6 separate regions of the Mus musculus genome follow, and all the other regions are linked to region 1. The links are chromatin contacts, called in public Hi-C and HiChIP or PLAC-seq maps. All regions are on one chromosome and are shown on one strand. Each heading gives the region's core, a stretch centred on a gene start, on an enhancer-like site or on the middle of the called end of the contact. The rest is flanking DNA. Distances are from core to core; before and after follow the strand shown.

Region 1 (4,865 bases), core at 1,689-4,188:
GGAAAGGGAGCGAGAGGAGGGGAAGGAGAGAGGAGAGAGAGGAAGCAGAGATAAATATATATTTATCCCTTGTTCTAGATCTAATATCTTGGAATTCTCCTTATTAAGCTCAAGGCTGTAGTCCACAGTCTATGATAACAATGTGATTTATGGTGCATGTGGGGGTACTCCATATGTGTGTTCACTTGATATGTGCAGATCAGTCACACAAAAAGACAATCAGAGTTACACAACAAAGGCTCAGGTGAGCAGTCCCTGTTCTCAAGAGTCTATAAGTGTGTCCTCCAGTTGCTGGGATAAGTAAGTGCTATCTGCATAGGTCCACCAGAGCAGGACAACCAGAGGCTGATACCTAGATCTCTCCTGACCTGTGTGCCATTTTTCATTGCCTATTCTGACATGTTTGTTTGTTAGCTTGCTTGTTTCTATTGTATACCCTGGAGATGTCCAATTCACAGCTCAGAGACTTCATGCAGCCAAGAAGACCTATGAATGTGACATCAAACATCATAAACGTACTTAAACCTCATGGTTTTATGATTTTTATTGGGTAACATGAATATGCAGCTTTGTAGATGTCAACACTAGGGTCACAATGTCAAAATGTTAAATAACGCCCTGGAGGCACTGATCCAGTCCATTTTAGAGACCACTGTAGAACACTATAGGATGGTAGGCTATGAATAACAAAATTATCTTTACCATAGTTCTGAAATCTGGGAAGTCTAAGGTCACAGAACTGGCAGACTTGAAATCTAATGAGCATCCTTCCTGGTATGCAGATAGATGTCTTCTGAGTCTGTTCTTACACAGTAGAAGGGTAAGGAACATCTCTGTGGTCTCTTTCATTAGGTCCTTATTCCTGTTAATAGAGCATCCACTCTCTTGACCCACTTCCTTCTGAAGAATTCATTTATAATATCATCACCTTAAAGACTTGGGTTTCAACCATGAAATTTGGTCTTTGAGGAACATTTGATCAATACCACTATAATGGTGATGATGTTGATAATAATAACAGCATCGCTGAGTCTTATGAGAACGTCTAGGAAATAACAGAACCTGGAAGTCTAGGAAACTTCCCAACAGGTAGAAAAATACATCGCCAGTAGGAACTGGAAGTCTATTCAGACAGAAACACTAATAATATCCAGCACTGTGCTGATAGCATAACTTGCATTATCTTTTATAAACTACAAATAAGCTATCAGTTAAGAATAATTACTTCTGGGCTGACAAGATGGTTCAGTGGGTAAGAGCACTGACTGCTCTTCTGAAGGTCCTGAGTTCAAATCCCAGCATCCACATGGTGGCTCACAGCCACCCATAATGGGAACTGACGCCCTCTTCTGGTGCATCTGAAGACAGCTACAGCATACTTATGTAATAAATCTTTGGGCCAGAGCAAGCAGGGACTGAGCGAGCAGGGGTTGACCAGAGTGAGCAGAGGTCCTAAAATTCAATCCCCAACAACTACATGAAAGCTCACAACCACCTGTTTAGCTACAGTGTAGTCATATACATAAAATAAATAAATAAATCTTTTTAAAAACAGAATAATTACGTCTGTTTTATAGACAAGGATAGAATCATGTGTGTGTGTCAACTGATAAGCCCAGTACCTCACAATTATTATTCAAATCAGGTCACTGGACTGCCAAGCAGATGCTTCCAAAATTGGGTACACAATGAAGTTAATGCTGAATTTTTAATTTTTTTCTATCTTGTTTGGTTTGTTTGGTATCCATGTGTCCTGTGTTCCTTTCCCTGCATCTATCTAAATAGCAGGTAAGATACTTGATGTTTATTGCATGATAAAAAAGATGACCCAGTAAAATGAAGAACAAGAGTGCACTTTGGGGCATTCTGTTTTTAAAGCCTGACCTTCTAACACAAAGACAAACGGGTCTGGATGGTGTGTGGTGAGCATGGACTGTGCTTCAGGCTCTCTGAGATCCCAGGAAGCAGTTTGCCTGGACTGAAATAAGGACACAAGTTTGAGGAGAATGTGGGTTCTTTGTTTACCCTAGGTTAGCCTACATGACGGCAAGATGGCCCAAAGATCAAAGCTCAGACTTCTCTGGAAGCAGAAGGGACATCTGTGCATTGGATACAGATGTCTGTGAGGGAGCCAACTGAGGCCCCCAGTCTCAGTGAGTCATCGGGCAGCAGGATGAGCCTGGAAATGGCTGCTCACTTATAGCAGAATGAGGCCAGAACCAGTCATGTGCTCTCTGTCCCCAGCCAAAGGAGACTGACTCATGATCAGAGGCAAGAGAGGACACAGGGGCTGAAGCACAGATGGGAACATCACCTCTAGCAATAACAACACAGAACGCCTCTGCTCAGCACCTTAGAGATCAACAAAACGCAGGATCTGAGCTACATCTCCTGGTAAAGATGCCCAAAGGGGATGAATTCACACACCTACCTCTCCAGCCAGCAATAGCTTAAAATCAAAACTAGATTCTCCTGGGGAAATAAACAAAAGATCGTCCCATTTCTGGCACACCTGAGGACAGGGGCCTAGATTGGTACCTGCTGCTCAGGAGTCTATAATTGGGGAGGGTGGTGTCACCGTGTGCTGTTCCCTGGGGTTTCAGCACAAATTCTCACAAGCACCACAGGTGCCACATGGATGTCTTCATCAGCTGTTCTTTGAAGCAGATGGATCCACTATGGTGAGACCCCATAGGTAACAATACTTCTGTTTAGTCTGCCAGGTCCTAGAAGTGGGCATTTCTGCTACCACAGTCATGGTTTGCAGGGAGTCCTTTGCCGGACCATCTAAAAAGAGGCTATTATCACTGTGGATGGCTCCCTGAGAAGTAGGTGTTCCAAGAGCCCTGGCTTAGGGACCACATACCTGGACCCTGGCAAACCTTTGCTTTGGCCAGCACTAGGACCGTGGCTGAGTAAGTCAGCCTCAGCTTTGGTTTCCTGTCCTAAAATAGATCTGATAATTCTTTGCTGCTTAGTCACAGTAGTGGAGTGAGGAAAACAGGAGAGCCAATACTGGAAATGTGAAAAAGAGCAGAGAGTAGTATAAGGCAGTTCCGTTGCCCCCCTTTAGATCCTTCATACCTCTGCCTAGCATAGATTTCATGGCTGCAACCTTCCTTATTGGACTGTGTATGCCTTCCCTAGAAGATCTCTCCAGCCTGCAATTTTCCTGCACAAACTTGACAAGGCCTTCCCATGATATATGGTGCCCCACAGGACTGACCCCATGTTCCTTTCTCCAACCTGGTGACCCACATTCCATTCTTTCCACTAGAACATTTCCGAGCTTATTCTCACTGCTCAAACACTGCTTCCATTGGCCTTTCACACTGGCTCCCTATTTTTTGTACAGAAGTTGAAAGTCCATGAATAAATGTCTGCTCAACAAATACAGCCAACAAAACAATCCTTCTTACCTAGCATCAAACCAGACCCAAGTCCATCCCATCCCTATCACACCAGTCACTTTCTGATGAGCAATTCAGACTCTCAGATACTTTGAGAATAGAGGGGGGGCATCCTGAACAAGAGGTTTCAAGTGTCCCGGTCTCTGGAAAACAGGGGTGTGAATAAGAATGACCTCCAAAGGCTCATATATTTGTCTACTTGCTTACCAGTTGGAGAAACTTCTCAGGAAGTATTAGGAGGTGAGGCTTTATTGGATAAGGTATGTCACTGGCAGTGGACTTGAAGGTTTCTTACAAGTCTATAACATTCTCAGTTAACATTCATGTGCTTGTGGGTCAAGATGTAAGTGCTTAGCCACTGCCCTAGCTCCATGCCCTGCCTTCTCCCATGCTCCCAACCATGATGGCTATGGCCTCACCCTCTGAAACTGCTAGCCCCCAAAATAAACACTTTCTTTCATAAGTTGACATGTTTCTGGTATTTTAGCACAGCAATAGAAAAGCAACTAAGACAGAAAGGATTCCGTCTTTAGTAAACAAATGCAGTTGATGTGTCAGAACCTGTGTGTCGTGTGGTTGGTCTAAACTGGAGACCCCATTCTTTGGGGTGCACTAATGAAACCTATCATTAAGCCTCTTAGGCTAAATCCGAGACCTCGGGGTAAGGAGGCATTTGTTTTTCTTGGAAGACCAGAGCCCTCCATAGTTCTGTGCCTCACTTCCTGTAACATAACTCCACAGACCACATGCTTTCCCCCACTTGATACTCATTCCTACGCCTGCCTAAAATATCTTTCAGGTAGGTAACAGCACTCTTGTTTTATATGTAAGGGAGTGGGGTCTGAGGGTAAGAGATGCTCAAAATTAATGGCAGAACCTTTTAGATGGCTGAAGTCTACAGTTTCCAAAGTTTGTCTTCATTGGTTAGTAAGTTGCTAATCGAGGCTAAAAGAAATTTATGCTCCAAAATCTCAACATTAAAGTGGAAAGATTCAATGCTTTTAAACTTAAGGTTTAACTGACTACAGGGAAGGACCAAATTAGTCACCAGCAGTTAAGCAATCAGCACTTTCAGTCCAAAAGAAGAATATATCTAAATGGTTATACCACTGTATATAACCATCGGAGATCACTGGGGCGCAGAAGAGAATCTAAGGATGTCATGGTATCACCATGGTTACTGAAGAAGAGGATGCAGGGAATGATAGGTAAGATGAACTCCTGATCTCTCCCAGAAATAGGTGGTCATAGAAGACCTACATCGAAATTATGACACACCAATCCTTACCATGCTGCCTTTCCATGACAGCACCTCACGTTCTTTGCAACAAAAGTGTGCTGCATCAGCACTGACTGCACATAATACAATGTTTCGTATCTAATAGGTGAATTTAAATGTGTGTGTAGATAGATAGATAGATAGATAGATAGATAGATAGATAGATAGAGATAGAT
Region 2 (4,742 bases), core at 1,920-4,419, 380 kb after region 1:
TTGATGTGATATCTGCCTATTTAAATATTAAATAGTTTTGCATTTTCTGCACTGTTTTAAGTCCGACATATAGTCTGCCTTTATGCCTTCTTGCAGTTCACAGGGAGTGACAGCAGCTTAGTGTGTCCATCACGTGGGTTTCCAGCCCAGCACATACCTGGATATGTGGTGTTTGCAAAGAGAGGTTGGACATGAGAGAAGAGCCATGCCAGATGAAGGGGGTGAGGGCAGCACCTGTGAGTGCTCCCAGTCACTGGCACCCCCGCTGGCGTGTATGCCACTGTGACATCCATCCTGTACACATGCACCGCTCAGGCAGGCTGCTGTGTCACACTTCAAACTCTGGAAAGAGTTTTCGGTGCCCTGCTCCTTCAGGGTGTGGAGTAGGTGCAGCCTGTGTTGTTGCCATTGCGTCCTCTAGTTGTTGACGTTCTCCCTCAGCCCGTGGGCAGACAAACAGAGGCAGTGAGACACCGTTGGAACCCAGCCTGGTCTTGCTGCCTTCTGGTTTAGCTTGCTGCTTTTTCCTATCTTCTGTAGTTCTCAACATTCATTTGATTAAGAGAGGTACTTGTCTATGTTTCTAAAGGACGTAGGTTGTGCTTTGTAAGCTGCCAGGTACTGGGATGTCCCAAAGTAAAGGCACATGATTTCTGCTTTGCAACCATTCTGATAGGAGGAGCAGGCATATGGTTAGTGATTTACAGTGGGGCATGATCCGTGCCATGATGGACTCACGGCAGAGGTCAGTCTGAGAGGCCAGGGCAGGGTACCCAGCCTTGACTCTTGTACCAGAGGAGACTCACCAGAGGAAGGGATATCTTATCTTGGGCTCAGATTAGAGGTAGTGGAGAACCTCTCTTTCGAGAAGGTAAGAGGTGTTGTAGCTAAGGCTGCTGAGGCGAGGGGATTTTAACAACCCTGGAAGGACAGCAGGGCTTTAACCTCAGAGCAACAGAAAAGCAAGCCCCTTAGAATTTAAACCAGGGATTGGCATGTTCTACTTTGCTTTGTAGACATACTGTTCTAACTATAGCATGGAGAATGAGTTGAAAAGATCGACATAATGTGAAAGGTAACATGCTTCCAGGAGTGCCTAACCCTTTGGCATCACTGCAGAACATTGCTGTCTACAGAGCTCACACTTAGAACAGCACAGTCGAGTTGTCAGGGGAAAAACAAGATAATGTAATGTGATGTTTTAAGTAAATTTATGTAAGAAATGCTTAGCTCATAGCTGCTTTCCTAGAAAAGAAATTATGTTTGGTCCTTGAAAAGGAGGTCTTTTCGGAGCATAGGGTCCCCAGTGAAGGAGCTAGAGAAAGTACCCAAGTAGCTGAAGGAGTTTGCAGCCCCATAGGAGGAACAACGATATGAACTGACCAGTACCCCCAGAACTTCCTGGGACTAAATCAAAGAAAACACATGGTGGGACTCATGGCTCCAGCTGCATATGTAGCAGAGAATGGCCTAGTCGGCCATCAATGGGAGGAGTGGCCCTTAGTCCTGTGAAGGTTCTATGCCCCAGTGTAGGGGAATGCCAGGGCCAGGAAGCGGGAGTGAGTGGGTTGGTGAGCAGAGGGAGGTGGGAGGGGATAGGGGATTTTTGGAGGGGAGACTAGGAAAGGGGATAACATTTGAAATGTAAATAGAGAAAATAATAAAAAAGACAAGGAGGTATTTTTCTGTCATTTGGGGTCTTCCTACTAGTCAAAACATTGATGAATGCAGCTGTCTGCATTAGGTTCTCATGGCTGCCAGGCCCTGGGTTGTAAAGCACCGGTTTGGGTATGCATAGCCATCTATACCAGCAGTTCTCAACCTGAGGGTCACAACCCCCTATGGCTCATGCATTGTATATCCTGAATATCAAATATTTATGTTACAATTCATAACAGTAGCAAAATTGCTGTTATGAAGTAGCAACAAAATAATATTATGGTTGGGGGTCACCTTAACATGAGGAGGCACTGTATTAAATGGCTACAGCACTGGGAAGGTTGAGAACCGTTGACCTGTACTCATTCACCAGCTCTCTGACATTTATTTAAGGGCCCAGCATCCTTACAACAAAGTGATGGCTTAAGAAACCTCACATTTTAGCAGTGATGTCATAGCCATGCAGAAATAGGAATATTTGCTTACTCTCCCACATGTCTCAGTTCCTAGTTCAGTGGTTCTTTGAATTATCTAATCAGTGTCCTCATTGGCCCATTTAGCTAACTGTACAGTCTGCCATTTTTCCCAGTTATACTTTCCCAGTTAGTCTTTGTCAGCCGCAGTTAGATGATTGGGTAACAAGTGCCAGCTACCTAAGTCAAGGCTCATCTTGAGTGTGCCCTCTCTTCATGTTGATTACGGGTTCCTCCAGAAAGAACGTGTGTGTGCTGTCTTGCAGCTCTCTTTGAGTTTTATCTCTTTATAGTGGGCCCAGAACCTAAATTCACCTCTACATGCAACTTAATGGATGCAACTGAGCAGCAGAACTGGGAACTTGTAGAGGATAGTTTGACTGTGTTAGCAGGTTACCCGCAGTTTATCTATAGATTATAGCCCAGCAGCTAGGACCCAGAGGAGCTCTGCTACATGGCCCCAGTCATTTCACCAGTAACAGGAGCAGTCACACTGAGTGGGCTGTAGATGAGAAAGAATGGGTGTTTTCAAATCTAGCACATAGGTGAGAATAGTAGTAGCCATTTCTATAGATAATTGCTCTTTCTTTCTCTACGGTAGTTTTTTAGGTGGAATGTGTTTGCTCACAGATGGCTGTCATCATTTACACTGTGTCAGTCCCTTGAGATTTTTAGGTCCAGGGGTGGCTGGGGGGTGGGGGGAGCAGTCTTTGTTTCTATCCTCCCGAGTGACAGGTACGAATTCTTAGTGTTTTCTCTAACCTAGTCAGTTAACCTTGAAAGGTACTGTACTGTACAGTATGGTGGGATAGTAAGAGCCAGAGGCTAGGGGAAGGACTTCAGCCCGAGACAGTTACAGGGGCCTGGGGCAAAGGGAGGTTGTGAGTATGTGAGAGCAAAGTTTAGCCGCCTGGGAAATGTCACAGTTTTTCTTCTTAAACTGATTGTGTAGTCAGTCACTCGGTGTTAAGCCCGGATATGCGTGATTCAAACAGACAAACAACAGGGGCAGTGTTGGGGGAGCCAGAATGAATCAGGTCTGTGCTGCTTCCTAGGTAGGCCAGCTGAGCTGAGCTGTCATAGGACTGATAACAACTAGCTGCATCTCAGCCCACAACAAAAGAGATGTAGCAGCAACAGCGGGGAGAAGGAAAAGTAGGATGTTGAGACAGCAGTTTGAAAGCACAGGCATGCACATCTCTGTTCCCATCCCAGCCAACTCTCTGAGAACTTTGCTGAGTAAAATGAATAGTGGGTTGGATATTAGGTGTCCTGTTCTCTTCCCTTGCTTCTACTCAGAAAGATTGTCACAGGGATCAGGATAACTGTTACGAATAGAATCGCCCAGGGACATACTCCACTTTATCTGGACCTCTACCAGGTAAACCTCTACTTCTAAGAGCCTTCTTCCTTGTGACTCCAAGGAAGCAGGAAGAAGTTGGTATTGGCAGGTCTGCGTTTCTGCAAAGCAGTGAGTAATGCTCTAGCAGGTTTGAAGAATGTTCAGCTTCCAGTAAAGTCTACAAGGCTGGGATTTCAGATGGCAACAGTGTGGCATATTCTCTCTCTCTCTCTCTCTCTCTCTCTCTCTCTCTCTCTCATACACACACAGAGGAATCTAACAATCTCTTTGATTGGATGGATTTTTTTTCTATTTAATATGTGCTAGTTTCTAAACTTAGTAAATTTATCTTTAAAGTGTAGCACAGTGTGAGTTTGGTGCACAAATGTTCCTGATACTTCCATGAAATATGGTTAATGGAATTATTATGATTATGATTATTATATATACACATAAACACATATATTCTCTTATCTATCTATCTATCTATCTATCTATAGTGCCATCTTTCACAGTGTTTTTAGAGGCCTTTTTGAAACCAGTGGCCACAGAATTAGAGCCTTACATGAATTCTATCTTGTGGTGGTCATTTGTAGCTTGGTACAAAGCCTATTGAGTAGTTAGCCTTCCCATGGCTAATGTGTAGCTGACCCCTCTGCTAATTGTGTGTTTGTTTTTTTTGCCAGATATTTTATAACATGAACTTCATAGTAACTGTTTTTGTCATCCTTGTCTTACCATTGTAAAAAGGCTCTTTCAGGTGCTAACCTCTGCCCACACTCTTGAGAATTGACCTTGCTCATCCTTTTAACTTCTAGCGTTTCATCCATGATCATTTAATAGCTTCTGTTCTCTCCCCAGTTAAACCAAGGAACCACTTGTAATTTGTCTCAGTAATTAGAATGTGACTTTAAGTAACTTGTGGAGTTGGCCTTTATCTGACTGAACACTTGTTTGGGTAATTTTCTGTTCCATCGACCAAAATTCTGTTCTATCAAATGAAATTTCTGTGGCAGTTGTTCTTTCCACAGCAGAATCAAAGCAGTGGCCCCAAAATAGAGGAGAACTTAGACTTGTCTTCTGTCACCTTCCCAAGCCCCACATGAAGGCTGCTGCTGCTATCTGTGCATATACTGAGTTACGTGTCACCACACAGCTGAGAAGCTGAGGAGTAGAACCTGACCTGTCCAGCTCGTCTTGCCTTGTATCACACTTGATGCTTGTATGTGATGCATGGCCAAGGATGGTGTTTAGGGACACTTCATTGT
Region 3 (4,487 bases), core at 1,832-4,331, 500 kb after region 1:
TTTTTCTTAAGGTCTTCAGCTGACAGCACGAGGCCCACGGACATTTTGGAGGGCAGCTCAGATGCCACTGATTCCGTTGTGATCGGCTTTAAAATGAAGGCCGTGTCTACACTGATGATTGCCTGCACCCCACAGCCTAGTCGCTGTGTAGAATTAAACATGTAAAACACTACATATAAGTACCCATAATTGTCACGTTTGAGGGGTTTACCCGTGGTCTAAGTTGAGATAAATATTTTTCCATTGTCTCAGATTGTCTCTGTAGAACCTCACAGGATGCGGTGATTGTACCCAGAGAAAACTTAGGCACAAGAGGACTTGGCATCTTTTCTGAAGCCTTCTAGCTGATAGAGAGATGGCTATCTCTAGGATTAGGCCCAGGTCTTGGTGACTCTTGTAGGTGGTATTTATCTACCTTTGAAAGTTCCACCATATTTATCATCAGATGTATGCCAGGCGGGATTATAAGGGATACTCAGACAAAGGTCCTAATGTTGCTCTCCATTTCAAGAGGAGAGAAATGCTAACTCAGATGGTAATGTGACTGTCTAGTGAAAGTCCGAGCATTCCAGACACCTAGCTCCTCAGCCTTGGTGAGCCCTGGCAGTCTCATCAAGAAGGCAGCTACAGAGATGGATTTCCGAGACTAGGTGGGTACTGGCCAGAGGAAAGAAAAGAGGAATAGAACCAACCGCTCACCCTGTGAGTGGGAAGCATCTTCCTGGGGAAGGGAAGAGGTGCCCTGCAGAGTTGTGAGTAGTTTTTCAGGTTCAACCTTTATCTTTACCCAAGCAGTCAGAGGCCAGCAGACATTTATTAGCAGGACTGAGTTTCCTACCAACCGTTCCTGTAGTGTATACATTGAGATGAGGGGAAGAGAAGAATCAGGGCCATTCTGCTGCAGTGAGAGCAGTGAGCACCTTGCTAGGACTAAGTGACAGGGTCCATCTGAGGCTTCCATGCCACACACGGGATGCAGGTGATGTGTAAGGACCACAGGTAGAGTTGGATGGTGCTCAAGCCACCACAGTGTATAAAATACCATCTGGGCAATTGGCAATGGTTTGCAGCCCAAGAATGTGGGTGGGATTTCAAGCTCCAAGCCTGTAGCCTGTGGGTAGCACCTCTAAACCAGCTGTGGAAGAAGGGTGAAGGTGAAAGGTTTGTACAGAGAAAAGGACTTGATGTAACAAAGGTTCAAGGTTAACGGGGATAGTGTTCAAATAAGGCTGACAGGTCCTTTGCAGGGAGTTGTTTGTTGAATAAAGACTATTACCTGTCACTTTTGAATGTCCTACTGATCCCTAACTATGGGCATTGGTGGGACTTACTGATGAGGATGTCGGCAGTGTAAAGTCTTCCTTCCCTGTCACTTCTGTGAAGCTGTGTTGATGGCCAACCACATACCACACCGAGGGCCATAGGACCCAGATGACCTCCTGAGCCCACTCTGCAGGGGTCTTCTGGACACCTCAAGGGCAGCCCTTGAGTCTCATCCCATCTGTTGTTTCCTGTACCAGCCAAGCCCGATCAAAAAGGAACGCTCGCCCAGACCACAGAGCTTCTGCCACTCCTCCAGCATCTCGCCACAGGACAAGCTGGCACTGCCAGGGTTCAGCACTCCACGGGACAAGCAGCGGCTCTCCTACGGAGCCTTCACCAACCAGATCTTCGCCTCTACGAGCACAGATTTGCCCACATCACCCACCAGTGAGGCTCCCCCTTTGCCACCTCGGAACGCCGGGAAAGGTACGAGCTTGAGGACGCTGATGGATTTGACCCCCTGGTTGCTTAGCCTGCCAGTTAAGTGGCAGGATCTGAAACATACTATCCGGGGCAGCTCAGAAGTGCGACTTTGTCATTCCCCAGGCACGAGAGTGCAAAAGGTCGTATCTTGGGTATTGTAGGTGTGTTTGTTACCTTGCATTAACCTCCAGTGAGTTACATGGCTTTTTATGCCCATCCTCCTGAAAAAAAAAAAAAAAAAAAAAAAAAAAAAACCAAGACTGAAACGGTAAAGTGACTTTGTAGTTGAGACTCAGTCTGAGAGCCATGGGTGTTAGCACCTGTGCTGTCTGTAGCTCTTGGTTCTCTGAAAGGCTACTTTGCTCTGTACTGAGATGCCTCTGTGTTAAATATGTGACTGTCTGAACTAAAGAGGTGAGAGTTGGTAGAAAGCGTGTCCTTACACATGAAGCCCTGGGTTTGATCCCCAGCACTGTGTGAAAGTGCACGTCACGATTACACAATCACTATCCTTCCAGATAACCCAAACGCCGTGCTTCTTAGTCTAATTACTTACACTCTTTTAATGATTTGATATTCATTTCCCCTTCCTTTTCTTCCTTTCATCGATGACTTCCCTCTCTAAAGTCTGAAATAAGCTGCCTGCCGTGCTATTAGCCTCCTTTGCAGTCCTTCTGTCACATGGGGGCCTCGCTCTTCTTGTAGGATTCCTACCCATATGAATTGTTGTTCCTGATTAAGTAGAAAAGCAACAGCACTCCTTCAGCAACCTCCATGGTTTCAATAGCCCTACTTAACTGGCTGGTACAGGAAACAATGAAATGATCAGGAGTTCGTTATCATTCTAGCAAGTTTGAGGACAACCTGCATTTCATGAGCCCCTGACTCCGGAGTGGGATGAGGGTGCCATAGTAGTTGATAATATCTGTGAAGCACTTGCCTCACAAGAGATCACACACCACACTTTTCCCATCCCAACGCCTCCAAATGAGGTAGGTAATGTAGGTTCTCATCTACCTGGGGTCCGAACACAGATCCCGTATGAACAAAACCCACAGTCCCATACTCTCAGATGAGGTGAGGATGGCCTAGGCCGCTGTTACTCCCTATGTTGTCAGATGCCTTCACCAGCCCAACATTAGGCCAGTGGAGGTGGTTCCCCACCCATTACCACAAACACTAGCCCTTTGTCCTCTCTCCAGAGTGTGTCCAGCTCTGGAGCTCGGTGTTGAGGGTCAAATTAAGACACAGAAATTTTAGGGCTGTAGCTGAGAGGTGCTGAGCACTGTAGCTGCCAGAGAATCCAAATGTGGGATTCTCCCAGTGCGCTCAGCCCCGGTCAGCACAGGTTGGCAGTGCCCTTGGTACACAACGACTGGCCTATTTGAATCACACTGGTGCTGTTTTCTGGCAAATGTGAGCTTTATTCAAAACTGGTTTTTTCACAGCTTATTCTCCATTGAAATCGTGTTATAAATGGGAGCTGTGTTCTTAGAGAGACCCCAAATGACCTTGTAGATCATAAAATGATAGGGAACATTACAATAAAGCTTTAGCGTGAGCAGTTCTCATCAAAGACAAACGCTTATGGTGGTGGATACAAGCCAAGTGTTTCTTATCATTCTGCACAGTCTACTAGAACACACTTTTAAAGACAGACCATTAATGTACCAAGCTTACAAATCTATACTGTGTGAGCTCTGTGCTGTTCTCCCTTCTGCAAAACCATGATCCCCAGCAAGTCGTGCTTCTGACAAGAGGACAGAAAGGAGCCTCCAGACCTGATAAATGCATCTGAAGGATTGATTTTCTGTGCCCTGGTTATGTGGTGACCTGTCTTGACAGGCAGAGCCAGCACCTGTTCAGAGAGCCTTCGCTGACAGCAGAAGCCAAGAACTAATACACCCAACCCCCACCCCTTGTAGCCTCCCTGTGTAATTTTATCTCACAGGGACGTAAAAAAAAAAAAAAAAAAACATAGAGTGCTCCATCTGGCTTAGTGCCAGGCATCACTCGCCTGCATTGAATAAATTCTAGCTAGCTCTTTACTGAACACCCAGAAAACAAAGGCTACATTTATTCAGCGGTTCAGCTGCTGAAATGGGCTTAGAGGTTTGGCCATAGCAACCGTGGTTAACGAAGGATAGACCACCTATCCCTTCCTTTTACAGGTCAAGCCCATGCTTGAAAATAGAACTTACTCTCCTGACTGAGTTCCCCCTGGCAGCCTATCGTGGGACATCAGATTCCGAGCATTGGACTGTCTGCTGCTGACACAGATAGACAGCTGCCTATCTGACAGCTGCCAGGCACTGAACCATAACTGTCCTTAACCAGCCGGGCTCACTTGCTCTTACATGGGAGAAACTTACAGTGTAAATATGATCCTTAGAGGACACTGTTAAACAGTCAGCTAGCACCCTGTGCAGAGGGCCTTGTGTTTTGTGGTCCTGTATTTTTTTTTTTTTCAATCTATCCTGCTAACTGGAATAACTATCTACTTGTAACAAAGCTGTCTGGAATCAGTCATCCTTTGGATTGTCATTAGTTTCTCTCCACAGCAAGGAAGGCCCTGGTCCTTGCTTATAGCACAAGCTACGCTCACAGATACAAATGTAGGAAGCTCGGGATCATGACTTCCTGGGACAGAACAGGCACCTCTGACAAAGTCCCCCACAAATAGGGGAGTGCAAGAGGCAGCAAGAGAGAAAAAAACCTCCTCTGAGGCAAGCTCAGAAGGA
Region 4 (5,030 bases), core at 1,131-3,630, 350 kb after region 1:
GTTGCTGCCTGTTCCTCTCCTGTCATCTCAGAGTTGAACTTGCTGCCTATACAGCTCTGACTTCTTCTGCATCAATTTAGCCAGTATTACCTGGGTTTTCAGTTGTCAGGATGGATTGGCAAATAATGCTTAAAGGATGGGATAATGTCTTAGGAGTTTATATATATAGAACTCCCTGGGTGGCTTCCTGACTCACCTTCATGAACTCATATAGGGACCATTCACTGAACATCTGCTATATTCTAGAAAGCATTAGCTCCAGAGACAAAAACAGTGTGGCAGGCAGGACCCCCAGGCCTTCAAAGCTCACAGTGGAGTTAACTGACTTCCAGCTGCAGCTTAGTAGGTAGAGACAGGTATCCTGTCAGTGCCTGTGGAGCTGCTATAGAGGCATCAGTGGTAGGCTTGGCTTGATTTGGGCCAAGACTCCGAAAATACTTCACAGAGGATATGGGCTCATTCAGATACAGAGGGAACAACCCTCACTCGTTTTTTTTTTTTAAATGATCTAGGGTGAAGTTACGTTCACTGAGTGGAGACTAAGAGAGTCCAGCCCTCCTCCTACAGCTTCAGCAAGCTGTAAGAGTGTCTTGTGACATTTTGACGTATTGAAATGGTTTCCCCTGCCGGAGCCATTCCCTCTCAGCAGATGGCTGAGAGGTGGAGAATACCAGCAACATCTTGGCTGGGTGGCATTTGCTGGTGTGGGAACAGGCGAGCGAGGAATAAAATGACCCTATTCTTCTGAATAAGTCCCCGGAAGAAACCACTGTATACTGCTTTTAATTTTATTTTTTCTTTTTAACATACCTGTAATACTTGGCTAGAGATTATGGTATGGACAGTTATGGAGATTTATAGGGGAAAGCAATTGCTGGGAAGCCAGAAGCAAAGTCATTACTCATCTGGAGGTATATGATGGACCAAATGATGGCGGGACCCCCACCCCCAAGCATCTTAGGCTGATGGCTCTTTATTAACATTCACCATCCGGTCTCTCTGGCAATTAATGAGTCATGCTGGAGACCTTGTACCATCTTTTATTTTATTTTTGGCTTGATTTAATTGGGGTTAGATAGAGCTGCTTATCACAGAGAGGAAGAGCCTCAAGTGAACTGAAGCATTAATGTAACAGGCCATTTCTCTGTCTGCCTGCTTTCGTCTCCTCTACCTACCTTGGTGCATAGCTTCCATTCTTATCCTCACATATTGGCTTAAGGTTGCTGCCAGAGCTTCAGCGATTACTCACAACATACAGATTCTAGAAAGACAAGAAAAAGCCATCCCAACACTCAGTAGGCTGAGGTGGAGGGATTTGGTGTGAATTCAAGGCCAGCCTGAATTACAGTGTAAGAACTTGTCTCAAAAGAGAGAGAGAGAGAGAGAGAGAGAGAGAGAGAGAGAGAGAGAGAAAGGAAGAAGGAGGAGGAGGAGGAAGAGGAGGAGGAGAGGGAGGGAGGGAAGGAAGGAAGGAAAGAAAGAAAGATAGGAAAAGCAAAATTGGCCCATCTTAGCAGAGTCACTTAATGCTAGAACTGACTGATCCATCTAGATGCAGGAAAGGCTAGGAAATATGTTTCTGTGTCCAGTGGCAAATGTCCTGGTAGAAACAGAGTTCCATTTGTCAAGGAGAAAAGGAGACTGGATTTCAGGGTAGGAACTCTACAGAATGGAGTAGAGAAGAGATAAGCTTCGTACCACTCCACTAAGGAAGAATCAAGTCAAGATTGAATGTCACTGGTACAGATCCCAGACTTTCCAAGAGCGATGCTGGGCAGGAACAGTTGCCAGTTAGATGGAAAAGTCATTAAAGTATTGGTGTCCTGGACCTTAGAAGGGAAAGATGGTTAGCAGGAAGCATCTCTTCCCACTAAGAAGAAACTGTTAAGCAGTCCCAGTGACACAGGACTGTAATCTCATCTATCAAGGAGGCCACAGCAGAGGAATCACAAACATCATGTCCTATGTGGGCAACAGAGTGTGTTCAAGGCCATCCTAGGCAAGTTTGTGAGAATGTGTGTGTAAATTATGCAGAAGAAAATGGTTCTATCCCTCCTAAAGGAGGAAATAAAGCACTGGAGGCATGTGAAAGAGCTGCAGTAAACCAGAAAGCTGCTCGGGTGCTCGACTAGCCTGAGATCTGTCCTTAGTGTGGCTGTTATCCGTAGCTCTGTTAGTATGGGACCATTGCTGGGACCACTCCCCCATTGCGTGAAGAGCGTCAGAGCTTAGCACTGGTCTGGTTCACGTGTTCTTTCCACATGCCTCCATTCTCCTTTATCTATAAGATGAGCATGATCGACCGTGTGTTGTGTGAGAATTAAGTAAACGGCTATAAAGAGGCTCAGCCCCATTGTGACAGTGCAACTGGTGCTGAACAAATGATCCACCCCACCCCCTTTCAGTGTGTTGAGTACCTCATAAAAAGTGGTCTGAAGACTGAGGAATGGTCAAGGATGTCACAGTGTGAAAGGTCTCGAAGAATGAATGCATGAGGCTAAGTGGAGAAGTACGCTTACTTTTGTAACCCAGGGGAGAGCTTTGCAAACGGCCTTTCAGAAAAAAATGACCTTTCCCGACCAAATTGAGGGTGACTCATTCTTTTCTTCCATTGATAATGATCATTTTCATGGAGTACTTTTATTTTAAACTTGACTTCCTGAGGCACTGATTAGCGCCAAGCACTGATTAGTGGGCCGTCTGCCAATCTAAGGACAGATTGTAAAACTGTTTATGCCAGTACTCTCTAGGGCCATCGAAGGGGAGAGAGAGGAGCGAGGGGATGTCATGGCTGGGGAGGTTGCATCTGTTTACAGACAGGATGTCTCTTTGGAGGGGGAGGGAGAATTCGTTGTCTTCCTCTGCATACTGCTAAAATAGTTTGAGCAGCTCATGGTGGAAAGTCATGGGCGTTTTAGTTCATGCAGAACGTAGACACTGTTTAAGGTAAAACTGCTTAGGTGTTGATTATTCTGGGTTGTTAGCTTTTGGCATTGAAGGTAAATTTTTCTTTAGCTGAAACCTCTTGATGTCCTGTTAGGACGTTGAGTACAATTGTTCTGCTTCCAAAAGAAGTGTCAGTGTCCCTGTTGTAGCTGCTTGCTTTGACATTTAACTGGAGTTCCAGACTACCACAAGGCCAGGCTATGGCTGCAGATAACTATAGAAATTTTGCATGAAGTGTTCCTTTAAAACTGTTAGTTTCTCTGACCCATTATTGCAAATTGAAATAGCAGTTTCCTTTTTAATGCAGGAGATGGGGAAGGAGAACTAAATTTACATATGATCTCTTAAAGGGCAACAAAGATAGAGAAGGAAGTGGTCCTTTAAAACATTTCCATATAAGGTCACTTTGTTTCGGTGAAAACAATGGATATGTGTGAGAGCAGTATCTCATCAGAACATACTTAGTTTTGGTCACTGGGTTGCTATGGATTTTAGTCACTTGGTCCTTCAGACCACTTGCCTCCTTTCCCAAAATGTACTACATCTCCAAGAGAATTTGGTTAATGAAGACGCATTCCTGGTTCTTGCATGAAAACCTATTAGACTCTTAAGGGAGGCCAGGCATGCTGGCAGAACTTTAATCCCCAGCACTTGAGGAGGCAGAGGCAGGATCTACAGTTCCAGGCCAGACTGGTCTACAGAGAGAGTTACAGGATAATTAGGGATCCACATAAAACCCTGCTTTGAAAACCCAGAAAAGAAACTCTAAAGGAGAAGATTCAAAACACAGTGTCCATGCCTGCCCAGGATGTGTTCTTTCTAAGCAGGCATGTGCTTGCTCTCTGGCTGACCTTCGTGACTGGGACACTGCTGTAATTGGATCAAATGTACGGGACACCTAACATTTGATGTTCTCCTGGGCTGCTCCTTCCCTAGTCTCTCTAGTTGAGTAACAGAGACAAACCCATGTCCAGAATCCTGGGATCTGACTGAAAAGCTGAACTACTGAAGGATGTCAGGGCTAGGCCTTGTCTCCAGTGTAGCTGGGCATCTGCTTCAGGCACAGACAGATTGAGATTCAGATGCCCATGTTGCCACATAAATGTATCACCAGGATTTAGTTTCCCTTCACCTTGTTTTCCTAACCTGCAAGTTGAGATCACCGTAGCATCTGGAATGTCTGGCCACCAAGATCAATGACACACAAGTGAGTGCCACGCATGGCCTGCACCCATGTGGAACTCAGCCCTTCTCGTGTCCTTGCTTCCCTGTAGTTTTTCCTTAGCCAGCCCAGGTATTTTAACTAAGATCTCGAAAGCCCTTTCTTGAGCAGGTAGAATAGTCTAGTACTCTTTAGACTTCGTTGCATCCTAGACTCACCTGGAGCGCTTGGTAGGACAGGTTACAGGGCTCCACCCAGACTCTGACAGTCAACAGGCCAGCTGTGCAGCTTGAGACTCTACCTGCCTGCATCCCTCTTCCTTCCTTCTCTCCTTCCTCTCTCCCTCTCTCCTTCCCACCCTTGCTTCTCATTTATGTATTTGTGTGTAGGTAGTGTGTAGTGTACAACTGGCGGGAGTCAGTTCTCTCCACTGTGGGGTTGTGGAGATTGAACACAGGTCATTCGTCTTAGTGGCTTTAGCTTCTAAGCCATTTGAACTGGCTGGAGAGGATTTGGAGCTGGTGCTGAAGCTGCTGGTGCTGGCCCAATACCACTTGCTTTCTCTCTGAGGGCCAGAGCTAAAGCAAGCTAAGTCCAGGAGCATTCTTGTAGCTGTGAAGCAAGCACTATGGAAGATCCAGAAGATCTTGAAAGGATTGAGTCTTAAAGTCTAGAAAGTACAGAGCGCTGCATGTTTTGGGGTAGGTTATACCAGTTCTCTCATCTGTAGATACAGTGAACACAGTGATGCTCATGGCTGTTATTGATCCCTATGTGTTTCTTCTGCCTTGGTGACTTTTGCAGGGCCTGTACACCTGCAGTTGTATAACTGACACTTTGTTAAATTTGGTTTCTTCATTTTCTTTATTCAGTGCTGGGAATTAAAACAATATTTCATTAGGAACTTTCAAACCATATGAAT
Region 5 (4,758 bases), core at 1,920-4,419, 290 kb after region 1:
TGCTCTGCATAGGTTCTAGCCAGTGCTTAGATTGGCACTTGGTCATTGGGTTTAATGAATGGATCCTTAGGCCATGGGGAGTCACTCACAGATGCATGATCTGCCCTGTTTTCTCCAGATAAGAGGTACGTATCTGCAACTCACACCCAACTTCCTGTATTCTGCCTGTTCCCCTTTGCTGAGACCTATGGGTCTCTGAATAGTAATTGGAAGATAAGGGTTATAACACATGACAAATACCTGTCTACAGCAGGTTGTAAATTCCATAGCAGGGCTGATAACTTTGATATTATGCCCGAGCTGTTGTCATTGCTGCTTGCTAAGAGCAGGTCTGTCTCACGCAGAGGGGAAACGACAACAGTTTATCGTCATCAGAGAAGCCCTTCCCTCCTCATGACTTGAGATCATTCCATGTTACCTTTGTGTCTGGTTGGAGGCTGTCACCCCCTGAACTGATGTGATTTTCTGTAGCTGTAAGCAAAGGATGAGGTGTTGACTTGCTCATCAATCGCATGTTTAACTCCAGGGGACTCTGACTTCCCTGACTCAGAGTTCAAAAAGGAGAGTTCATGTTCATGTCACAAAGGGTCATCTTCCCTTTGAACTGTATGCAGGGAGAGTAGCTGGGTGTGGAGAGTAACCAGGAAATCAGTGGTTTTGCCTGTGATGCCCACCTTATGAGGGGCTTTGGGAACGTGTCCTGTCACCTCACTGGGAGATGGGTGATGGTGTTATTCTATAGCCATCTATAGCATGTTCTATACACATCTGTTGGATGTCTCTCAGGAGGATGGTGGCTTCATCACCTCCTGGATGCAGTGATTACCACTGAAGTCACTGGACACTGGTCCCGCCTTTGGTAGCGGTACCTACATGCCTACCAAGAAGATTCTCTAGCCCCTCTGTGCTCTGTGACCTTGAACAAGCTACTGTCCTATGAGCTCCGATTAATTCACCCGAGGTTTGTAATAACTCCCACATGTGGCTGCAAATCCAGCCACTTCCTGGAAGTACTTAGCACTGGCTGGCACATAGTAGGTTCTTTGTGCTCTGCCCTCTGTTCTGCTGGCTCCATTCTCAGCCAGGCTAGTTCCCCATGTTGGCTCCTGATAGATTGGCGTTCCAAGCCTCCTAACTTTCAGTGTGCTGCCAAGAATCTTTTTCCCATAGAAGGTATGGGATAGAGATGAATCTCAGGCTCAACTGGCTATGAGCGTCTGTTCTCAGCTTGCAGAGTCCATGCGAGGAGAGCTTTGAGAAGTGAGCAATCTGCCTTACCAGGTGGAGAAAGAAGTGGATTATGGACCAAATTGATGTACAATGCACGTTCTGTAGAAAGAAATGAATAAGAAGCCTTGCAAGCCCTTCTGTGGGGGTGGGAGTAGTAGATAGGGAGGCTGTTGACACGGGTTAGCCATGCTCTTCTCTGCCTCTGCCTTTGCGCATGCGCTTCCGTCTCCTGTCCAGCACACACTCATATTCTCCAAGACCTGGCTCCTCTGTGAAGGGCTCTCTGGCTAAAGTCGCCACTTCCTGTCCCCTCCAGCCTCCTTCCCTTCTCTGTCACCTCTTTCCCATTCTCAAAACAAGCCTCTATTGGTGATCACACCACACCATGCGATGGAATACCAATGAGGCTTTGTCATAGTGTTGGTGTCAGAGTTGGTCTCTGCTGAATTCTCTAGAGCAGTGACTTATTTATTCATTTATTCAGCAAATATTGATAAAGCATCTGCTGTTTTGCCAGGCATTGCTACAGAAGCTGGGCATTCAGCTCCTAGCAAGAAAGACAGGAAAATCTATAAATAACATTAAAAAAACAAGATAATTTCTGATGGTATGTAACTTACAAAAATAAGCCCGGGCAAAGAGAGAAGGAAGCATCTGAAGTGGGAGGAGCCAGGGCAGGGAGGAGGGACGATGTGGAGTCAGACCCGAAGTTATGGTGGGGTCAGTTTGCAAAGTATTCTGGGGTGGCATGTGTAAATGCCCAAGGTGTGTGTGAGACAAAAGTGACAAAACCTAGGGCTATGATGTCACAAAAGTCAACGACTTGGACAGTGAGGTCAAGGCTTAACCATGCAAGTCTTAGATTTTTGTCCTCAGTGCTTTAGAAAGTTGCTGCCCCTGGGTTGTCTTCAATGGTGCTCTAACACTGTCACTCTAATGCTGCAAGCTCCTGTTAAGAACCGTAAGCGTGGCTTGTCCAACTTGAGATGTAAGAATAAAATATATTAGTTTCCCAGAGTTCGCATGACAAAACAGATGCAGACATGTTCCACTGATGGCATGTGGATGTGATACTATTTTGCTACATGTGACCTATTATTAGAAGTAATCTTGTCTGTTTCTTTTTTCTCCTATGACTTCCATGGGTTGAACTACATACCTGACAAAGTCTGACTGACTTCCATTGCTGCTCACAGCACTGTGCTGGGCGTAGCCTAAGTTTTTACTTGCTTGGTTACAGCTACCTCTTGACTGGCCCAAGGTCCTACCTTAGGACCTGGTACATCATCTGATGGGTAGAGTCTTTGGGTACCAGGCGTTTAACTTGGATCATCTGGGCTCACATTGCTCCTTGTACCCAAGGCTTCAACCGCTATTCTTCCCCAAGGGATCTTCTTGGTGACCTTAGACTGCACATGGTCCAGGTCAGAACTTCATGGATCTAACTGCCCAGGGGCAGTCCTTCCTTAGCCAACTGGGGACTAGAGTGGGACAGAAAGCACTCTAGCCTCCCTGTCTCTAGAGGCTCTACTCTGAGGTGTGCTTCATAGCATCCTCCAAGGTCTCCAGTGTGGTGAGCTCAGATTACCATCTCTGTATCCTGCTCTTTAATACATCCAAGAATGGCTTTCTTCCCATCTTACTTGCTCTGTTGTCTACCTGGGATCAATTCCCAAATATGTTCTCATAATTCAGAGACTTGACTCAGGCTACCATTCTTGTTGGATCCAGTCTTACACTTGTGTCCAATAAATAGGTGCTCAGTTGAGAAGAGGGACCACCTCTCCAGTATATTATTGTACATAGGCTGGCTGCCCATGCCTAGGGGACAGGGGTGGGGCAAGCATAACAACAGATTCCTTGGCTAGTCTTGTTTGGTCTCTGGACCTCAGGGACAATGAGTATGACAGCTTTGGGTGTGGCATCTTTCTTGTACACACACCCAGGAGGACGGTTGAATCAGAAGTTGAGTCAGTGGGGCAGAGCCACTCAGCGGAGCATAGTCCTCTTGGATTAGCCAGGTCATGGGGTTCAGGGAATGTCTCTCAGAAGGAAAAGGGCAGGCATTGTTCCTCAAATACAATGAAGTAGACTTTTTATGGGTGTCAAGTCTGTATTTTTTTCTGACACCATGTCTAACATCCAATATATGAAGTTTTTTTGTTTTTGTTTTTAAATACCAGATGGTTCTCCAGTTTTATAAGGAAGGCCAACAGGGTACACTGTGATTCATTCTAATCTCTCTCTGTCTTTGTCTCTGTCTCTGTCTCTGTCTCTGTCTCTCTGTCTCTCTGTCTCTCTCTCCCCATGTGTGTATCTGTGTTTCTCTCTCTCTCTCTCTCTCTCTCTCTCTCTCTCTCTCTCTCTCTCTCTCTCTCTGTGTGTGTGTGTGTGTGTGAGAGAGAGGTTATTTATTTATTTATTTATTTAATATATCTGAACATTGTGCTGGATAGTTTTATGCCAACTTGACACAAGCTAGAGTCACCAGCAGGAGGGAGCCTCAACTGAGAAAATGTCTCTGTAAGATTGGGCTGTAGACAAACCGGTAGGGCATTTTCTTAATTACTGATTGGTAGTGGAGGGCCCAGTCCATTTATAGGTGGTACCATCCCTGGGCTGGTAGACCTGAAACAAGCCAATAATCAGTGCCCCTCTATGGCCTCTACATCAGCCCCTGCCTTAGGGTTCCAGCCCGGCTTGCGTTCTTGTCCTGACTTTTTCAGTGATGGACTACACTGTAGAAGTGTAAGCTAAACAAACCCTTTCTTCCCCAAGTTTTGGTCATGGTATTTGGTCATCGTTCCAGAAATAGAAACCTTAACAAAGACAAGTGCTTTGCCTGTGTGTATGTATATGAAGTATGTGTATACTTGCTGCATGTAGAAATCAGAAGAGGACATTGGATCCATTGGGACTGGAGTTACAGTAGTTTTTGGCTACTTAATGAATTCTGAGAATCAAACATGAGTTTTCTACCATGATGTTCTACCCAAAAACACAGGGCCACGTGACCATGTATTGAGCCCTCTGAAACCTCAAGCTCAAATAAATTCATCCTGCTTTAGGTTGTCTTTTTCAGGAATAGATGGACAGGCAAGATGGACCAAATCACTAGCTATTGGTAATTATAGCCTCTTGAAGCCCCTTTCCTTCTCAGAGTTCCTGAAAGAAGAGCTGCATTATCACCCTGAAAGAATTTGGCCCTCCAGTGATTTCCCTTATCAACACATGAAAGTTACTCATCAGCCAGGATATATATATATATACATATATACATACATATACATACATACATACATATATATATATGGAGGCTTATCAGTTATTAATAATTTTAGATAACTCATGGGAAGACCTATGCCTAGTGAGTTGTCTGGATCATGCTGTTATGTGTGTTGGCATGGGTGTTGGAAGAACGGAGGGAAACAGAGGCAATAGACTTTGGTGTGCAGAACATGTCCACTGTACTCATGTTGTTCCCTGGTCAGAGCCAGGCTGAACCATCTCCACATCAAACATGTTTGT
Region 6 (4,615 bases), core at 1,203-3,702, 260 kb after region 1:
GGAAGGGAGAGGCTTTAGGGGGAATGACTAAAAAGTTCTAAGTGCTTCGAAAGACTGTGGAGTGAGTCTGAGAGGAGCAGCAGAGAAGCTCAGATCAGGGAGGGGCCAGGAAAACACCCCATGGGAATCACACAGGTCAGAGAGCAACAGCCTGGAAAGGCTGACAAGTGGACGCCTCAGACAGGCCTTCCTTGGAATGGGCAGGCTCAAGCCATTCAGCTTTTCTCTATGACACAGTCAAATGTCCCCAAACTGCCACAGGTGCCTGTTGATGACTCTGCCCCACCATCCTCCTGAAAGTCATTGTCCTCCTCTCCTGCTTTGCCTTTTCCTTTCTCCACCCTGCAGCAGGTGCACCATCCCTTCATGTTCTTGCTCCTCATGCCTCCATCTCTGGTCTCAGATTGATCCTCTCGCTGTGAATGCCTTTTACATTGGTCTACTTGGGATGCAGGGAAGGATGTCCCTTGTCCTGAGCTGGGATACCCACGTTACGGGAGCTGACCAGCCCGCTTTCTGTAGAGTGGACCTCACCCTATCTGCTCCTCGATTTATTTTCCTTGGCCCAGCTTTTCCTTCAGGACGGTTTTATTATCTGCCTCCCTTAGTATTCTGTACCTTGTTAGAACAGAGCCTACTACAGTTGTATTTGCATCTACAGGTTCTGATATAAGTAGGCATCAGATATAGTATTTGGGGGGCTAGTCATGAAACCTTGCATAATTCAGTGCAGTTGACTGCAACAACCAACAGTCCCTACAGTGTTTTTTTTAAATGTGGTTTTTCTCCTTTAAGATGGGTATCTTTGATTCCTTTAGTAGCCATACTCAAACATAGGCCTCTTCTGCTTCTGTAGTCCTACAGCTTCTCACACTGTGTATTCCTTGGCTGAGGAGGAAGTGGAGAAGACACACCCGTTTCTTAAAAGCCTGTTAATGGCTTACCCCATTTCCACCTTCCCTGGCTAGGACCCTGACACATAATCACCCTCAGTTTCAAAGGAGTCTGGGAAATGTAGTCTGGTGGTGTGCCCAGAAAACTTGGTGAGAGTTGGCTGCAGTGTTAGGTGTGAAGAAACAGACAGAGCTCTTTGAAAGTGATGCTTGTGACCATAGATGTTCAACTCCTGGTCTGAGGGGGCTAAAGTCCTACCTGATCCACCTCATTTTGATGCTACTCAGTAATAAGGGTACACTCTGTAAGCAGTTACTGTTGTGGGAGGAAGGAGGGAGGCCATGGACATAGAAAACCAGACTCTGCTATGCAAATGACTAGGGTCTGTTCTTTGACAATGACAATGGCAGCTTACATGTTCCAGATACTGATACGTTCCATCCTCTTAACTATTCCTGTGTCACAAGTGAGTGAACCAAATCTCAGAGCAGCAATTTTCCCAAGGTCACAGTTGAGTGACAGAAGCCAAGTTTGGGTTTCAGCAAGCTGGTGACACAGCTGCCATTCCCGATGTGAGCCCACCCAGTTCTACCAGATGGATCATACTGCCACTGAGATTGTCATAATTTGTGTTACAAGCAGTGAATGAAGTCAGCCTCGGGTCTCCACCTAACAATCTCATAGGAGCCATCATAATAAGTCTGAACCTTACCTAGTAACACTGGTATTATGATTCAGCCCTGTTTTATGGAGTGATGAAGTGAAGACTCAGAGAAGTGAGATATTTCTCTGAGGTCACACAGCAGGGAAGTGATTCTAAGCTTTTGGCTGCAAGGAACACAACTGGCTTAAAGGAGACATGAGGGAACTGGACTGGACCATAGGCTAGGCAATAGGCTGTTTCATTACAGTAGGGGACACACAGCTCCCTTGAATTATGATAATTTCATAAAGGGTCGGCTCACATGCATACACACACACACACTGGATGTAGAATTAACGTGAAACTAACCATAAATCTTACCCATTCATAATGTGTGACTATCATTTCTATGTAGTTTCAAGATGTTTTCTTCACCCACAAAGGAAGCCACAATGCCTCCTGGTTCCCCTCTCCCCCTCCCAGCCCTTGGCAACCACCAGTCATTTCTTCTCTATGTATGCACCTCTGCTGGATGCTTCGCGTGTATGGAATTGTCCGTGTAAGATTTCATGTCTGGCTTTCATTCAGCATGTTTTAGAATTAACGTTGTAAAGATCTACTCAGGCTGTGGTATAGTGCCAGGATTCCTTTTGTCTGGCTGTTTGCTTGTTTGGGGTTTGTTTCTTTGAGACACGTTCCTGCTAGGTAACCTTGGCTGCCTTGAACCATCCTGTCCCTTCATTCCTTTTTATAGCTCAGTAATTCCATTGTGTGGGTAGGCTGCAATGTTTATTCATTTACTAGCTGATGGACATCTAAGCTGTTGCTACTTTTTGGCTGTCATGGCAAGTGCTGCTATGAACATTCATTTACAAGTGTTTATATGAGTTCATGTCTTCAATTCCTTGGGGCATATGCCTGGGGTGGAATCGCTCAGTCATCAGGTAACTATTTTTAACTTTTTTGAGGAGCTGTCAGACCTTTGCAAAGTGGTTGAGTGATTTATTATTATTATTTTTTTTAACATTTCCACCAGCCAGCAGACCTTTGCCAAGACTTGATGTTGGACCATTTTCTTGTCTGTGGCCGAACTAATGAATGTGAAGTGGTGTGTCATGGTGGTTTTACTTGCGGGTTCATAATGACTCATGCCTTTAGCTGCTTCTTCCGTGCTTGCTGGCCAGGTCAAGGAGCTTTAGGAAGGTGTGGCCAGGTATGGGGTAGCGCAAGCTCTAGAACAGCAGCCTGGGGGTTCCTGTGGATATGTGGTTTTGAGGGGCAAAGAGCGAATGGCTGGCAGAGTCTCAGCAAAGGTGTGGGCTTCCTGGAGAGAGCTGAGACTTGGGCTGAGCTTGGAAGATGATCTTCAGCCTCCCCTCTTCCTCCCATCTACTAGGGGGACTCCTTGTTGACTGTGACCAGAGAGTAAAGAGCTGCTCTATAAGTTATGAGGTTGGCTAATGGCTGGTCCTTGAGTGTTGAGTGCTGGCCTCTTGCTGAAGTTGCTTGTGAGATTGTCTATAGTCCTGTGGGATAATCCCCCCTTTATCATTACTACCAGAGACACACAGAGAGCATCTTTTCTACAACAAATACTACTGAGAAAGGATTCTCTTTCTCATCCTCTCTCCTCCCTCCTCTCCCCTCCTTTCTTTTGGGTAAGTTTTCATTCCCTCTCTAAGCCTGTACCAAACGGTGTCTGGGCACACATGGAATAGATAACTCATTACTACAGCCAGGTTGCAGAGAAGGTTTCAGACTGGATGTATAGTCAGATACCAGCCTTTACTAGATCTGCCTGATGAGAGGCCTATTCTCCTTGAAGCTATCATGCTTTATTTGGATATCACCCACAGGCCAGTAACTCACTTGAAGCAAGCTTTCCAGAAAACCCCTGTCTCCCCTAAACGAGAGAGAGAGAGAGAGAGAGAGAGAGACAGAGAGAGACAGAGAGAGACAGAGAGACAGAGACAGAGAGAGACAGAGAGACAGAGCGAGCAGGGTAGGGTAGTGGATTCTCCCTGACCATATCCCATGAGCTCTGAAATGATGGAGCCATGGCTGAAGTTCATTCTCTCCTACTCTCTATGGGTCAGTTGTCAGTCTGTAAGTTCCACTTCTGTTTCCAGTAAGGCAGTGCTTGTCCATTCCCTCTTCAGAGATGTCTAGGTATGCCTTCTGCAAAGCTGGACTTCCCAGTTTGCTCCTTGCCAGGCCACCGCTTTCCACATCAGTCACAGCATGGAGGTGGGTGGTGTGAGGAAGGGCAGTTCTTTCAGCCTGTGTCTGCTGCCAGAACAAGTCAGGAAAATGTCTCTGCAGAGGAAGCAGGCTGACGCTGGAATGTCCTGATCCAGCACATGAAGTCCGTCGTCGTCGTTGTCGTCGTCGGTCGGGGCCCCTGAGGGAATCTGGAAAGTGCCCAGCTGTTTTTCTGCAGTTGGCCATGGGGAAAGGCCCTGACACAGCTGTGTGCCTTCCTCTGCACTTCATGTCGGGGTGCAGATGCATCTTTGTACATGCCTGTCCTGGGAATGGTGGCCTTTGGTTTTAGCATTGGGTCTCTCGCTCCACTCTTCTTTCAGAGAGGGTTCCACACAGCCTAGGTTGGCTTCAGGCTTGCTCTATAGCTCAGCGTGTTTGTAAACTCTGGATCCTTCCGCCTCTCCTCTCTCTCTGAAGTGCTTGGATTTCAGACGTGTGACGTCACACCCAGAACTTCACGCACGCGCAGCTAAGTTCCTTACTACCTGAGCTACATTGCCAGCCCAGCGTCTCCCCTTTTGGTCATGTAGTGGCTCATCTGAGTCCTAGTCATTCAAGATTTCGAGGGAGCAGGGTACCCATCAGGTCAGGCTATTGAGATGCTGGGAGAGGATATCTCTGCTGCGCTTTCTCTTCTCAGGAACCCTCACTGTGCTTGTGAGATAGAGACAGTATGACCCTTGCTTCCGCACTAGTTGCTTCCCCACTGGCACGTTGAGATCCCAAGGAGCTAGTAGCCCTCCTTGGCTAGTAGCCTCGGCCATATATGCTGCCCCTTGGGGGATGAAATACATCTGTCTTGATTAACTGCTT

Evidence for each region. A called contact is a pair of places that touch in the nucleus more often than the background predicts. HiChIP or PLAC-seq counts read pairs in DNA pulled down with a chosen protein or histone mark.
Region 2: a FOXA1 HiChIP or PLAC-seq map of pancreatic cancer cells shows a contact between it and region 1. The contact joins two enhancer-like sites. A contact is called at or near these places in 1 of 484 Hi-C or Micro-C datasets (nephron progenitors) and 7 of 115 datasets of contacts at active chromatin or transcription factors (bone marrow-derived dendritic cells, bone marrow-derived macrophages, a colorectal cancer cell line and 4 more).
Region 3: a Hi-C map of the N1E-115 cell line shows a contact between it and region 1, with 2.9 times the contacts expected there. The contact joins two enhancer-like sites. A contact is called at or near these places in 2 of 15 datasets of contacts at CTCF or cohesin (the NIH/3T3 cell line and large pre-B cells), 30 of 484 Hi-C or Micro-C datasets (B cells, the C2C12 cell line, CD8 T cells and 22 more), 5 of 115 datasets of contacts at active chromatin or transcription factors (CD4 T cells, astrocytes, embryonic basal ganglia and 2 more) and 2 of 9 other capture datasets (adipose tissue and liver).
Region 4: an H3K4me3 HiChIP or PLAC-seq map of bone marrow-derived macrophages shows a contact between it and region 1, with 4 times the contacts expected there. The contact joins two enhancer-like sites. A contact is called at or near these places in 1 of 15 datasets of contacts at CTCF or cohesin (the NIH/3T3 cell line), 2 of 484 Hi-C or Micro-C datasets (the C2C12 cell line and the N1E-115 cell line) and 6 of 115 datasets of contacts at active chromatin or transcription factors (bone marrow-derived dendritic cells, bone marrow-derived macrophages, a colorectal cancer cell line and 3 more).
Region 5: a FOXA1 HiChIP or PLAC-seq map of pancreatic cancer cells shows a contact between it and region 1. The contact joins two enhancer-like sites. A contact is called at or near these places in 6 of 484 Hi-C or Micro-C datasets (the N1E-115 cell line, bone marrow-derived dendritic cells, liver and 2 more) and 6 of 115 datasets of contacts at active chromatin or transcription factors (bone marrow-derived macrophages, embryonic basal ganglia, fibro-adipogenic progenitors and 3 more).
Region 6: an H3K27ac HiChIP or PLAC-seq map of embryonic fibroblasts shows a contact between it and region 1, with 11 read pairs. The contact joins two enhancer-like sites. A contact is called at or near these places in 1 of 15 datasets of contacts at CTCF or cohesin (the NIH/3T3 cell line), 14 of 484 Hi-C or Micro-C datasets (the AML12 cell line, the C2C12 cell line, the G1E-ER4 cell line and 8 more) and 8 of 115 datasets of contacts at active chromatin or transcription factors (the NIH/3T3 cell line, bone marrow-derived macrophages, a colorectal cancer cell line and 5 more).

Annotation. Positions count from the first base shown.
Region 1 is chr15:64,620,129-64,624,993 of GRCm38.p6, reverse strand. No RefSeq gene overlaps it. Among named protein-coding and RNA genes, the nearest start is that of Gm30691, 8.1 kb to the left of the region's middle. Within about 2 kb of position 2,938, at least 86 of the 459 cell types and tissues checked have an H3K27ac peak or open chromatin away from gene starts, as enhancers often do. A contact at or near this core is called in the C2C12 cell line, the HL-1 cell line, the N1E-115 cell line and 7 more, where this site is marked.
Region 2 is chr15:64,245,013-64,249,754 of GRCm38.p6, reverse strand. The region is part of intron 3 of Asap1 (ArfGAP with SH3 domain, ankyrin repeat and PH domain1); the gene reads left to right. Among named protein-coding and RNA genes, the nearest start is that of 1700010G06Rik, 67 kb to the left of the region's middle. Within about 2 kb of position 3,169, at least 33 of the 459 cell types and tissues checked have an H3K27ac peak or open chromatin away from gene starts, as enhancers often do. A contact at or near this core is called in pancreatic cancer cells, where this site is marked.
Region 3 is chr15:64,117,220-64,121,706 of GRCm38.p6, reverse strand. Asap1 (ArfGAP with SH3 domain, ankyrin repeat and PH domain1) reads left to right here. Exons shown (of 31, transcript NM_010026.3): 25 at 1,521-1,749. Among named protein-coding and RNA genes, the nearest start is that of Gm20717, 21 kb to the right of the region's middle. Within about 2 kb of position 3,081, at least 79 of the 459 cell types and tissues checked have an H3K27ac peak or open chromatin away from gene starts, as enhancers often do. A contact at or near this core is called in the N1E-115 cell line, where this site is marked.
Region 4 is chr15:64,265,076-64,270,105 of GRCm38.p6, reverse strand. The region is part of intron 3 of Asap1 (ArfGAP with SH3 domain, ankyrin repeat and PH domain1); the gene reads left to right. Among named protein-coding and RNA genes, the nearest start is that of 1700010G06Rik, 47 kb to the left of the region's middle. Within about 2 kb of position 2,380, at least 46 of the 459 cell types and tissues checked have an H3K27ac peak or open chromatin away from gene starts, as enhancers often do. A contact at or near this core is called in the N1E-115 cell line and bone marrow-derived macrophages, where this site is marked.
Region 5 is chr15:64,329,637-64,334,394 of GRCm38.p6, reverse strand. The region is part of intron 2 of Asap1 (ArfGAP with SH3 domain, ankyrin repeat and PH domain1); the gene reads left to right. Among named protein-coding and RNA genes, the nearest start is that of 1700010G06Rik, 18 kb to the right of the region's middle. Within about 2 kb of position 3,169, at least 42 of the 459 cell types and tissues checked have an H3K27ac peak or open chromatin away from gene starts, as enhancers often do. A contact at or near this core is called in the N1E-115 cell line, fibro-adipogenic progenitors and pancreatic cancer cells, where this site is marked.
Region 6 is chr15:64,362,103-64,366,717 of GRCm38.p6, reverse strand. The region is part of intron 1 of Asap1 (ArfGAP with SH3 domain, ankyrin repeat and PH domain1); the gene reads left to right. Among named protein-coding and RNA genes, the nearest start is that of Asap1, 19 kb to the left of the region's middle. Within about 2 kb of position 2,452, at least 86 of the 459 cell types and tissues checked have an H3K27ac peak or open chromatin away from gene starts, as enhancers often do. A contact at or near this core is called in the C2C12 cell line, the HL-1 cell line, the NIH/3T3 cell line and 5 more, where this site is marked.